Regions from separate parts of the Mus musculus genome. Here regions 1 and 3 are each linked to region 2. A link is a contact called in public HiChIP or PLAC-seq data. All regions are on one chromosome and are shown on one strand. Each heading gives the region's core, a stretch centred on a gene start, on an enhancer-like site or on the middle of the called end of the contact. The rest is flanking DNA. Distances are from core to core; before and after follow the strand shown. Region 1 holds the start of Zbtb24 (zinc finger and BTB domain containing 24). Region 2 overlaps Ak9 (adenylate kinase 9). Region 3 holds the start of Mical1 (microtubule associated monooxygenase, calponin and LIM domain containing 1).

Evidence for each region. HiChIP or PLAC-seq counts read pairs in DNA pulled down with a chosen protein or histone mark.
Region 1: a contact with region 2 is called in an H3K27ac HiChIP or PLAC-seq map of embryonic stem cells, with 10 read pairs. The contact joins the promoter of Zbtb24 here to the enhancer-like site in region 2. A contact is called at or near these places in 2 of 484 Hi-C or Micro-C datasets (differentiating embryonic stem cells and myocytes), 4 of 115 datasets of contacts at active chromatin or transcription factors (all in embryonic stem cells) and 2 of 9 other capture datasets (adipose tissue and pancreatic islet).
Region 3: a contact with region 2 is called in an H3K27ac HiChIP or PLAC-seq map of embryonic stem cells, with 8 read pairs. The contact joins the promoter of Mical1 here to the enhancer-like site in region 2. A contact is called at or near these places in 1 of 484 Hi-C or Micro-C datasets (myocytes), 5 of 115 datasets of contacts at active chromatin or transcription factors (CD8 T cells and embryonic stem cells) and 3 of 9 other capture datasets (adipose tissue, liver and pancreatic islet).

The regions. Positions count from the first base shown.
Region 1 is chr10:41,448,656-41,452,528 of GRCm38.p6, reverse strand. Zbtb24 (zinc finger and BTB domain containing 24) reads right to left here and starts at 2,171. Exons shown (of 7, transcript NM_153398.3): 1 at 1,999-2,171; 2 at 461-1,440. The coding sequence starts at 1,409.
Region 2 is chr10:41,413,754-41,418,134 of GRCm38.p6, reverse strand. All of the region lies in intron 31 of Ak9 (adenylate kinase 9), which reads right to left. Among named protein-coding and RNA genes, the nearest start is that of Gm25626, 28 kb to the right of the region's middle. Within about 2 kb of position 2,849, at least 7 of the 459 cell types and tissues checked have an H3K27ac peak or open chromatin away from gene starts, as enhancers often do. A contact at or near this core is called in embryonic stem cells, where this site is marked.
Region 3 is chr10:41,473,328-41,477,696 of GRCm38.p6, reverse strand. Mical1 (microtubule associated monooxygenase, calponin and LIM domain containing 1) reads right to left here and starts at 1,383. Exons shown (of 24, transcript NM_138315.2): 1 at 1,157-1,383. It overlaps Gm51797 (a long non-coding RNA gene), which reads left to right. Exons shown (of 2, transcript XR_003948996.1): 1 at 1-23.

The DNA.
Region 1 (3,873 bases), core at 922-3,421, 35 kb before region 2:
CTCTCTGGGTTCCAGGCCTGCTACTGTAAGAGGGAAACAAGGTCTGTATGTTGTTAGTGACTACCATATCTGTCACATGAAGAGGACAAAAGGTACTTCAATCACAAGGGCCAATGCCAAGTCAGAGACACCCAGAAGATATTTACAAGATGGCTAAACTATAAAGATGTCCACAGAACAGAGCAAGAGAATGCTTCCGCAAAGATGAGGAACAGTCATGAGTCAAAAGGCAAGAACTGCTTAGTGAATCAGGCTTGAAGGGTCATGGGTGAGCCTGCACAGAGGGAGACCATCTCCTCATCTGCACACTGGAGATAGTACCTACTGTGAGGTGACAACGAGACCTAAACACAACACGAAGGCTTTATTGCCATGTCTACCATGTAGAAACAACACAACCGTCCCAACCACAATTCCAAACTCCCCAACCAATCGCACCACGTCTGGAAATCGAAGTTACCCGTGTGGCGTCTCTGGTGGATTGCTAAGAAGTGACTATATTTAAAGACTCTGTCGCAGTCTTTACACCGGGCCTCGGGACCGCTGGAGCGCTTTTTTCTTCCACATAGCCTCTTGGCAGTACTCTGGTCATCTTCATCTCCAAGAAGCTTGTAGTCTTTGAGCTTGACAGACCTGCGGATTCTCCGCCTGCTGCACCTACTCTGGCTCTCCTGTCCATCCCCAGCCTTGGGGTCAAAGTTCTCGTCCTTTTCAGCAGGCACCTCCTCCACGCTTCCTGGCTCACCAGCAGGCTCTGATTCCTTGTCTTCTGGAGTCTGCTCACTCAGCTTGACACTGTCTTCTTCTTTAAACACAAAGTTTTGTCTATTCTGAACTGAATTGTTCACTCTCAGCTGCAGCTCTCCCTCTGCAGCCAGTTCTGATCTCCCTTCCTGCAAACCATTGGCTTTTCTTGGTCTTCCCCGTTTCCGTTTCAGAGGATCGTTCTTCTTATTGGAAATAACCACCACTGGCGTCCCAGTGCAGTTCAAAGCTGGTGGCTTTGGGGCGCTATGGTTATCCTGGAAGTCTGCGTATGCCTTTACCAGGTCATAGACTTTTAAGAACTGAGCAGTAGCCAGGATCTGCTCTGTCGTTTTCTCACTGGCATGTAGATAACCTGTATAGATAAATTCCAGCAGGATGCCAAAGGTGTCTGCAACCATGCCTTCCAGCATGTAGATAGACTGGCCAATCTCGCCCTCTTCCGCAAACATCATTGAGAAATACTCGCTACTGGCGGCCAGCAAGGCTTTATGGGCTCGGAAATGCACATTCTCCACGATTAAAGTAATATCACAAAGAAAGCCCTTCTTCCTTTGATCCTCCAGACTGGCCAGCACAGTGTCACTGTGAGTGTCTGAGTGTACCATAAGCTGCCCACAAGGCTCCGGGGTTGTGTCTGCCATTTTCTCCAGAAGACTCTGAAGAGGCTTAAATCTGAAATAAAAAATCAATGTTTATTTAGGAAGAAGTATTGCCTAACTAGACTGTTCGTGTTCCAGCTGTCACAACCCAGTTTTTTTTTTTTTTTTTTTTTTTTTTTTACATTATCACCTTCTACACTCTACTTGGAAAGCCAAGCCTTGGGTTCCTCCCCTTGTTGCGGCTACCCTGCTGGATGCCTCTCCAGTACCCACATAACCTCTTACGGTGGGGAATTTCCTCTGGAAATTAGAGAACGGGTTCAAAAGTCTGTACGGCCCTCCGGTCCGTTAACTTTGTAATTAAACTTTCAAAGTGTGGCGGCACAAAGTTGGAGTTGGGGGTGTGCTGCCTCGATGCTACACACGGAATAGCTGTTTCGACTATAGGAACATATATGAGAAATATGGGAACGAACCCACGCAAGGGAGATCTACGGTGAAATAACGCGCGGATTCAGAGGCCCCGCTCTGAGCAGCGGCGCCCGGAGCTCCGTCCCAGGCCTGGGGCCTGAGTCCCGCGGACGTTCCGCGGCCCAAGGCCCCGGGCCGAACCAACCGGCCGCGGACCTACCTGTCAGGGCCGCCCCGCAGGGACTTGCTACGGTCAGCCCACCCGGCTGCCCAGAGGGCACTAACCGGGCCTGTCGCCGGTCCCCGCCCCCGCCACCACTACGCTGTAGCTCCGGACTCCCGGCGTCTGTCAACCCGGAAGCGCGCACAAGGGCCGTAGCATCACGTGACCCCGGAGCCCCGCCCCGAGGGCGGGCTTTGCTGTGGAATCCGGAAAGGGAGGGTCTGGTGCGGAAACCTGCCAATCTGCGGAAATTTACCTCCAGTTACCCCGCTGAGTTTCCTTTAGACCTCAGTAGACACCACATCCGCTGATTAGATGCTGAGCATAAAGACGGCGGTGGCTTCAATCAGCAGATATTTACCTCCTGAATGAATCCTCTTCCTCGCTTTCCTTCCCAAGTTACTCATCCTCAGCTCTGTGTTTATCCATAAAATGGAGGTGTTAACCTACCTGGTACGGTTAGAATGAGCTTAGTAAGTGCTTGGCTTGGCTAAAAAGACCGAAACGACCGCTGTTTTTATTTAGATTTATGGCACTTCTGAGAGACTATTGAGGGTTTCAGTTGTCTCAGGACAGTGTCGCTCCCTCTGAGACCTATGGGTATGGGAGAGTTCTCTAAATAAAAACCTGGGTAGGATCTGCTGTGGCTCTGTGTTCCGGACCAATGCTCCTAAGTCCCGCTCAGATTCGTTCCGGACCTACTCCAACTGTGCCAGCAGCTTCCGCTCAGCGTTTATGCATCGCGTGTACCTAATTATCTCTACTTTGTCCACTTCCAGATTATAAATTTGCCATCTATATTGCCCACAATTTGGAAACTAAAGATGGAATTACCAGCCGGACTCTTTCTTTCTTACTAGTTTTTATTAAAAGTGTAAGACCCCCAAAGCTGGGCCTCCGCTCAAGTCCCGGGATGAGCTGGCCAGCACCCCAGTGTCCCGAGAGAAAACCACACCTGATGCAAACTGCAAGAGGTTTTATTATCAGCTAGCTGAGGACGAAGTGTCTCCCTAAGTGTCTCCGCATTAGAGATCAGGGAAAACAAGCTTGGGGAACGTCTAGGGGCTTTACCTTCCAGGGAGAAACGCTCTAAGTTGGGGTCTCACAAAAGCAGCTCATACCACACAGGTATGAGCTCTGTGGTTTCCCCCTTATCTTTACAGAGTTATCTAGTGCACTCTATCCAGAGCTCCCTCGAAATCGGTCAGATATGTGGGCGTCCGAGTGGGATGCCAGGAGAGCTTTGCTTGACTTCTGCACTCCAGAAGGAACAAGGGTGGTTGTGGGATTGGGGATTTTGTTCAGTGATAGAGCACTGGGTTCTGGATTCTGCCCTCAGCACCGAGAGGAAAATAATAATAATAATGATAATGATAATAATGATAAAAAGACAGAAAGAACAAGGGTCAGTCTTTCAACTTTGCTTTCACATAGGTTTTTGTTTGGTTTTCTGCTGAAAGAATTGCAGTAAAAACAATGCAATAAAAACTCCACAGAGCCAAAACTAGATCAAATTTATCGAATAAGCTGCTATTTAAAGGAGAAACTGGTTATCGGTAAGAGTGTCACTCGGAGCTGGTCACCAGGAACCACTCTGAGGAAGACTGTCAGAAAAGGCTGGTTGGACAAGGCTGAGGTGGCCAAACCAAATGTGAGATGCTCACAGCTAGATGTAGGTTAATATTAGGTGAAGATGTAGGTTAATAAAATGAAAGCCAACAAGATTTAAAATGCTCAAAATATTTATTACTTTGAAATTTGAAGAATTTAAAATGTCAGCTCATAGCAAAAATCTAGAGTGTTGAAGATATTGATGATAATATTATTAGAGCATAGATTATACCCTTTTATGAGTAAGATTGCTAATAGAGG
Region 2 (4,381 bases), core at 1,600-4,099:
TACTGATGGTAGTGCAGAGGAAGTCAGAGGCTTTGAACCAGACTAATGACTCACTGCAAGATACCATGACCAAGGCAACTCTTATAAGGACAATATTTAATTGGGGCTGGCTTACAGGTTCAGAGGTTTAGTATATCATCATCAAGGCATGAACATGGCAGCATCCAGGTAGGCATGGTACAGGAGGAACTGAGAGTTCTGCATCTTTATCTGAAGGCTGCTAGCATAATATTAGCTTCCAGGCAGCTAGGATGAGGGTCTTAAAGCCTACATCCACAGTGACACACCTACTCTAACAAGATCACAACTTCTAATAGTGTTTCTCCCTGGGCAGAGCATATACAAACCATCACATTCCACTCCCTGGCCCTTCTGGGCTTGTTTAAACATATGAGTCTACATATACAAACCATCACAGTGGTGTGATACACCATGACTTACTGTAGAATCCAAAATAAGTTCAAGACCATCTAGCCCCTTCCCCTCTGAAGGGACTTTCAGAAACATAGTGGTCAAAATGACTAAATCTCCAGCTGCCAAAACAAAATGAACTATTCTCAGAAAAATAACCATAACAAGATTAGCAGTTCCCAGAGAAATTCCCCTCACTGAATTCTGAGAAAACCGACAAACTGCCCTGACCTTGCTAGGATTTCCTGTGACGTTAATAGCTGACCCATAAGTTAAAAATGTACTGCTGCTTTGCTGAAAGATAAACCATAAGGACAGACAGATTGAGTCACTAGGCCAAAGGTAGTCACTATGTAAACCAACCAATGCCTGAAAGGGTTACTTGCTACACCAATGAAAATAAGCCAGCTAGCCCTGTTGCCTAAATCTGCTCCTTACAAGGTATAAAAAGTGTGTTCTTTGTTTGTTTTGGGTCTCTCCTCTGGCCTGCTTGCTGAGAGGGGTGTCCCCAATGTGTTGGATCAATAAAAATCCTTTTGCGGTTTGCAATGATGGCGGTCTCTGTGGTCTTTGTGAGTAAGTGTCTTTTGACCGACTCCAACAATACCACAGCTTCCATGGAGAGATTTTTGTTTTGTTTTTCTTTTCTTTTCAGGGGTAGGGAGGTTGCATGGGGGGAGGGCATATATCAAGGGATGGGGAGATGTGTGGGATTGGAGTGAATGATGTGAAATTCACAAAGAATCTGTAAAAAGTTTAAAGAGAGAAAAAGGAGAAATGCTTGGAAAAAAAACCAACAGAAATCCTGAAAATAGATATCTCAATAAATCAAACTTAAAAGAAACATTTGAAAGCATCACCCACCAACAGCTTAGATTAAGTGGAAGAACACCAGGGTTTGAAGACAAAACTCGACAACTTATATTCAGAGAGCAATAAAGAATAATAAGACAGAATAAACAAGATACTTGAGATCTATAGGATACTATCAAAAGATCATTTTAAGAGGAGTGTGATCAGTTCATACAAAGGAGAAACACAGGCAGAGGAACAACAACAACAACAACAAAAACCCATCAGTAAAACAATGACAGAAAATTTCCCACACATACACATACATATTTCTCAGAAGAAACTCCAAAGGCTTCAGGAAAGACGTTCAAGCCATGAAGGAAAATAAATTATTATAGCAAACCAAGTTATCATTCAAAATAGAAAGAGAAGTAAAGACCTTTTAAGACTAGCATAAACTAAATGAATTCATGATGTTGAATAGAAATTCACTGGGTGAGATGAATACATTGTCAAATGAGAATTAGGAACAAACCAAACACTGTCAGTTTAGCAAAGCATCCCAACTCTAGCAGTAATAAAGCAGAAATGGACACAGATTATTTCAAGTAACTAGAATGAAAACAAAATCAGGGCAGGAGTAGCACATGCCTTTCAATAGATCAGTGGTGCACATAAAGGGACTTAATTTTCTAATTAAAAATCACAGGTTGTCTGATTAGAATAAAACAAGTCTTAACAGTGTGCTGCCTGCAAGAAACTCACTTTTACCAACAAAGGTATACATAGACTAAAAACAAAAGGATAGAAAATAAAATTCTAAGCAAAGCAAGCAAGGTTAACTATATTCAGATCTGATCAAACAGATCTCAAGCCAAATTAGTTAAAAGAGACAATGATAATGCCATATTGATAAAAGGACTGTAACAGATCCCCAGACTTTAGCACAATTGACTCCATAATGGAAGTACCATTCAGGCCATAAAACTTAGCACATAGACATCCCAATCTGCTGAAATGAAAAGAAAGACTGGTTAATAAAGACTTTGTATTGGCTTAAACCCATGTCTGAGTAGTCTTCTCTTATGGATACCCCACAACCGCTCTAAGTTGAGTAGGTAGGGAATGGGGGTGGGGTGGGATGTATTTGATGTGACCAGAAGACAATGCATTAAATTCTCAAATAACTGTTTTTTAAAATAAAAGGAATTTTGTAGCCTCCCTCAGCCCTGAAGCAGGCTGATCTAGACTTTGACCTTGCTGCCACTAGAAGGAGATTACCTAGGGTGGAGCCTTCCAACCTAGATGGCTCTTTTGTTCTATCACCTGCCACTGCTCTCTCCAAGACACTGCTACCTGTTGAGAAGCCTCTGAGATATTCCGGAGGAATGTCCTATTCTGCACATTGCCTACAGGCTGGCTCCAGACACCAAGAATGGACTGGTGGGGGATGAGCCTTCCCCTTTTATAAGCACACTCTCTTAGTAAACTGGTGGGCCTTGAACAGAATCATGTCTTGGTCTCCAATAATCTCTCGCTGTCTAAGTCTCTTTCAGCCCCAGCCTGCCTCCCAGGTGTACCCGGTTCAAGTAGGCTACAGGCCGGCATACAACAGATTGGCATCTGAGCCAGGGACCTTGGGAATGTCGGGAAAACACTGAAGGAATCTGTTGTTTTGTGTGGAGCTCCAAGGGAAAGAAAGAATCAGAGATCGTATCAGGCACGGTGAGCAACAGGTATTTATGCTAGCACTGACTTTAAACTTCATTTTTTAAAAAGTGTTGCTGGAGGTGCTGAAGGATACGGGCTAAGTTTGGAACAGTGCTAACCCTGCGCTTTTTCCACTTAGGATTTGACAGCGAAATATGTGTGGGACTAGAAACTGTGAATCAGGCGGTTGTCTGCAGCTTTTAAAAGCTGTTTCAGGACTGGTGAGATGGCTCAGTGGGTAAGAGCACCCGACTGCTCTTCCGAAGGTTCGGAGTTCAAATCCCAGCAACCACATGGTGGCTCACAACCATCCGTAAAAAGATCTGACTCCCTCTTCTGGATTGTCTGAAGACAGCTACAGTGTACTTACATATAATAAATAAATGAATCTTTAAAAATATTTAAAAAAAAGCTGTTTCAGGCGAGAGGAATAGGGTTTAAAATGATGAAACATGCGGTTGTCCGCAGTTGAGAACTGCATCAGGCTAGAGGAATAGGGCTTAAAACTATGGAGTAAAATATATAGAGGAAAATGGATTTTGAAACTCTCCCAGAGACAGAGAGAATTTGGGGGACACCCTGCTTTATTCTCTCTGGCTCTACAGCAGTTCTCTGCCCTCTTTGTGTTGTCTAATGTCTGGTGCACTGGTTCATTTATGTTTTGATTCATGTGTGTTTTGTTTCGTTGTCTGAATGACTGAATGTTCTGTGTTTCATGTTGGAAAGTAAAGATGGCTAAAACTTTATCTTCTGGTTTAGCAAGAGAGTGGCCACACGCTTTAGCCAGGATCAGGCACAGCAGGAGGGCTCCTGCTGGAAAAAATAGTTTTTTTGAGAAAGGGAGTCTGCAGCCTCTTGGTTTTGGGGTGAAAAAGCTGATAGATGGTTTTTTTCCTAAGAAAATTCTCTGCAATCATGATTATTGCGTTTAGCTAATGACACAGTGCTTTTTATTTTATAATTATAGCTAGAAAAATTAAAATTCTGATTGGTCTAAGTGTAGCTGCTTCATTTGGCTTTTTACTGGTCTTAGATGTGTAATATGCTCTGCATGTCTTTATCGTAGAGTATTAGCTTATAAGTTATTGGGTATGATAAAAAAGGTGTAACACTGGTTACTAGAAAGTTAGTTTTAAATTGGCAACTCAGGAGTCTTTCAAACACGTGGCATAAAGCAGGCTAAAAAACTAGGCCTCTAAGGATACTTCTAGTTGAGATAATATTTAATGTAATTCTTATCCTAGAAAGTAGGATTAAGATAAGATTTAAAGCAATGTCTGTTTAATGAAGCATTAAAGCTTGCACTGTCATGTATTCATAGGTATAAATTGGCAGCCAAATCTTGCAATGTGGTAGTGAAGTTTTAATGTTGATTCTAAGGTGATAAATTGTTTTGAAATTGGGTTTTGCTTTCCCAAGGTTGTAGTTATAGTCTAATATTGCAAAGAAACTTAAAAGTTCTGAAATC
Region 3 (4,369 bases), core at 134-2,633, 61 kb before region 2:
GTAGTGGGCGTTCCCTAGGACCTGTAAGTAGGACACGGGGGAGTTTCTCAGCGGGCTGCCAGGGGTGGGGTGGGGGCGGAGGTTTCCCTTCTTGTAGACAGCAGGAACTAACACCCCAGTTCAACTGCGGCTGCCTCACAGACACACACCCATTTCTTCCTAAGTCTCTGTTCGCCAGCGCCCTTTGGCGAACTTAGTGCCACGCTGGTTGTAGGATGTGCCTCTCCCCAAAGGCAAAGTTCTTTTCCACGTGCTTGCCTCCTGACAAGGGGCAACACTGCCTGTGTAGATTCCACTTCTCAGCCACCCAAACTACCCTCACAAATAGCCTGAGAATGTTGTGACTGTTGTCTGCATGACAGACCTTCTGACTCACTGTGGTCAAAACACTTCCCCTGAGAAGAGATTGCGTCGCTGCTCCAACGGGCTGTGGGAAGGAGTGGGGTTAGCAACCCCTTCCGCAGACCCTCACATCTAATCGACCCCTAGCCTCACTCCCACGGCGTTCCTCTGTGCTCTCCCAGGAATCTCTGGAGACAAGGCCTCTCTTTGTACCCCTTTCCTTCCCTCCAGCCCACACGCAGCTTAAGGGCTCTTGGAGGGCTTTCTCACGCTGCCACCGGAAGAGATGAAGAGTATGGGGGGATGGGTTGCTCTCGGTGGGAGAGGCAACTAGGTGGTGGGGTGGGGGGGTTGTGGGCCGATCTATCATCCCCCAGCAGCCCCTTCATTGCCCGCGTAGTAGGAGGAGGCAAAGGTTGCCCTAGGGGGTCACTAGGACAAGAGTGGATAGATCTTCAGAAAGGACAGGAGTCCCTCTTGGAAGTGGGAGACTGGGGGTTGGAGCGACCTCTGCTAAAGGAAATAAAAGAGGTACCCAGACTGGAAACAAGCACAAAGGATGTGCCATTGGTGGAGCGTCTAAAGGGATGGAGAGCTGGACCTTGAGCAGCGGGGGTGAGAGCTCCCAATACTCTAGACAGCAAAATCTGCACAAAGGCGCTCATCTGGGTAGGGCCGGCAAGAGGACCCGCCAAACCAGCCAGGCGTGGCTCCCTACCCCATTTCCCCGGAAGCGCTCCCCACCCCCTTCCTTATCCTCACCCCCAGCCCAGCGAGCAGGAGGACGCACAGCAGGCATCGCTGGATTACTTACCAGCGTTTCTGGGGCTGGAAGAGCCGCTTCCTGTCGGAAGGGTGTCCCAGGCCTAGGGGCAGAGGAAGGGGTGGCGCAGGGAAAGCAAGAGATGCCTGGTGGCAGAAACCGGGGAGTTCCAAAGAGTTTGGACCGCAGCGCCAGCGCAGAGCACAGAGGAAGACTTACTCCGAACCTCCGTACTCCGCAGTCCTCCTCTGGGGACAGCCTGGGTCCCGCCCACGCCTGCCGGGTGGTGCTGTAGGGCGTGGTTCTGCCTACACCAGGGGCTGCTGGGGGCCTCCAAACGGTCTGGCCAGGCAGGGACAGGGAGAGCAGAGACTTGAGTGACCGTGCCTGAGTCCGCCCCGGTGGTACCCACGCTGTAGGCCACTTCCAAGAGCTGGCCGAGCGGGCGCAGGCCTCCGGCAAGAAGTTTATTGAAGCTGCAAGAACCGAGAGTGGCGCCAGATGTCTGAGCTCTCTTCACCTCTCCCACCGATAAATTCACACCCCTGGCGCCACAGGCGATCCAGTTGCGGGGGTCCATCTCTCCTGGGACAGGTCGGCTGGCTCCCAGGCTCAGGCTAAAGACAAAGCTTAAAGTCCTGGTCCACATCTTTCAACCAGGTACACACACAACCAGGTGTGTGTGTGTGTGTGTGTTTTCAACTAAGAAAAACAGGATGGTAAGGGTATGTGGGAGAGGATAAAACTTCAATGTGCAGAACTAAAGTCAAGACTCAGACAATGCTAGGGAACTTTGGAATCAAATTCTTAGTATTTCCTGTTAAGAAATTGTAGCATGAAAGGAATTGTTCAAAATCAAGCAGCTTTAAAGTTAATAAAACAGCAGTTCTCATTTATTGCATGAGCATTAACAAAACCTATTTTACTGAAATGTCAATGAGGCTTCATGACTGCACATGTTCACCAGCCAGTGGCATGGATGCTATCAGCCCCAGGCCTTTCTGGATCCCAACCTACCACTGTTAAACCACGGGACTGAAATAAGGTTTGACATCATGAGGAAGTAAAATCGCTACCCCAGAAGTGCTTAACCTAGGAAAAAATGGCTACATCTCTCTTCTTGAGGTCCAGGGACCAACAAAAGCCAAGGTCCAGTGGCTATCTTTTTGGGTTTGTGTTTGAATAAATCATTTTGCATTTTGTCCAGATATACTGGGGTACCCAGTAAGTCCTGAGCTCTAAACACACACAGCTGCAGCTGATAAGAAGGCAGAGAGAGAAGCAAGAGGAAATGCCAGCCCTCTGCCAGGAGAGGCCAACAATCCAGCCAGGCCACACACTTTGGAAGCCAGGAAGCCTTTGAGCTGGGCCCACTTGTGTTCCTGAGAGTGACATCATTTTGCTTGGAACAAATTTGCAGAATGTCATACACACCCATACTTAAACACACAGTGTAAAAAATGTTCTAAAAAGCCCAGTAGAGATGGGCTTCCGGCTTTCAGGATCATGCCTCTCCCTTTTATTAGCAGATGGACTACAGCAACTTACTGTGTCTTGTTTACAAAGACCCAGGTTCCCCCAGAGACTTTCAGTTGTAGCCAAACAGGGTTGTGTGGCTCTATGAGCAACAAATTTAAAGGCTGTGAAGGCTGCCTTTTAAAAGGATCACAGAACGAGTTCCTCAGCTCTTAAAAACCTGCTGATTTCCAGCTTTCCTTGCTGCTAGTTAAAGACCCACCTTAGAGCCACAGAGCTTCAGGACTCCAGAAGGTCTGTCTGTCTGTCTGTCTGTCTCTCTGTCAGATTTCTGTACCAGGCCTACTGTGTCTCAAAGTCACCACCAGCACACACACCTCAGTCTCCTGGTCTCTAAATGGAAGCATTTTGAATGACCCAACTTCCTTAGCTAGTTTCAGGTCTGGGGCCTTTTTATTCCGTGTTGCCGATTCTCAGAAATGTACAGAGTAAAACAAGCATTTTTTCCCTTATTAGGATCTTGAGTTATGACCCGAAGTTGTGTATTTATGTGAGCTAAAAGTAGTTGGCCTAGTCATACTGACTATAGTTCATGTTGGATTAAATAAAATAAATGTCCCACACATGAAAATTCAATTTTCAAAGAGCCCCATTCTAATGGGTTTGGAAAACATTACACTAGCAGCCGCTTAGTTTAAAGTCTCGAGGCACTAAGGACAGGATCCTCTTTGTGTGTGTGTGTGTGTGTGTGTGTGTGTGTGTGTGTGTGTGTGTGTCTCAGACCAAGTTCTGTCTTTCTGCAAAGCTATTTTTATTTCCTTATCTTACCTCCTAACCTCTGATCTCCTGGGCGTAGGGCCAGAAAAGAAACTTTCTAATACCACAGAAGACATCTGTCTGTAAGTCAGTCTATGATATGGTCTTGAATCTGAAGCTCAGAACCTTCAGCTCTGATGGGCCTGGCCTAGAGTCAGTACAACCCAGAAAGCCACAGTTCCCAATGTAAAATAGACCCAGAACCAAAGGTGTCGCATGTCTCAGTTATGAGATGCTGACTGGTTAAGATTAGAGGGTCTGGAAGAGCTTCCCATAATTTTGACTTGAATGGTTTGAACAACTTTCCTGGCTGAGGAACCACCCGCCCCTGAGCTGCAGGCAGAATGAGTGGGGTGTGTATTGGCCAATAGAGAGGTAACCCAGTGTGGCCGGAAGTGAGAATGTAGAAGAAGGGCCCAAGAGGAAGCTGGGCTGGGGATTTTATTCTAGGTGCAGAGGGGAATTGCAGAAGAAGTTGAAGTCATAATTAAAATAATATAATCTATCCATTTAGCAAGGCATTCTGTATGTTGCTAAGGGGACAATGGTAAAAAATACAGCTTTCTATTAGAGAAAGGGGCCAGGCAAGGGAATTAGAAACCATGACTCAGAACCCATGGAAAAGACTAAGGAAGGACACAACACACAGTGAATATGGAGACAGGATAGACTCAAAAGATAGCCTGAGGTATGGTAGGTCTTGGTGATAGATCCCATGTGGGGCAGAGGGTATGCATGCACACATGGGTATGTGCATGCGTGCCTGCCTGCTTGCTTGCCTGTGTGCAAGCAAGAAATCACTCCTGGGCTGAGGATGTAGTTCAGTTGGTAGTCTTGCCTGGCATGCAAGAAGCCCTGGTTTAATACCCAGCATCATATGAAAACCGGATGTGGTTGCTTCTATTTGTAACACTAGCACTCAGGAGATGGAAGCAGGAGGAGCCAAGTTCAAGGCCATACTCCATTACATAA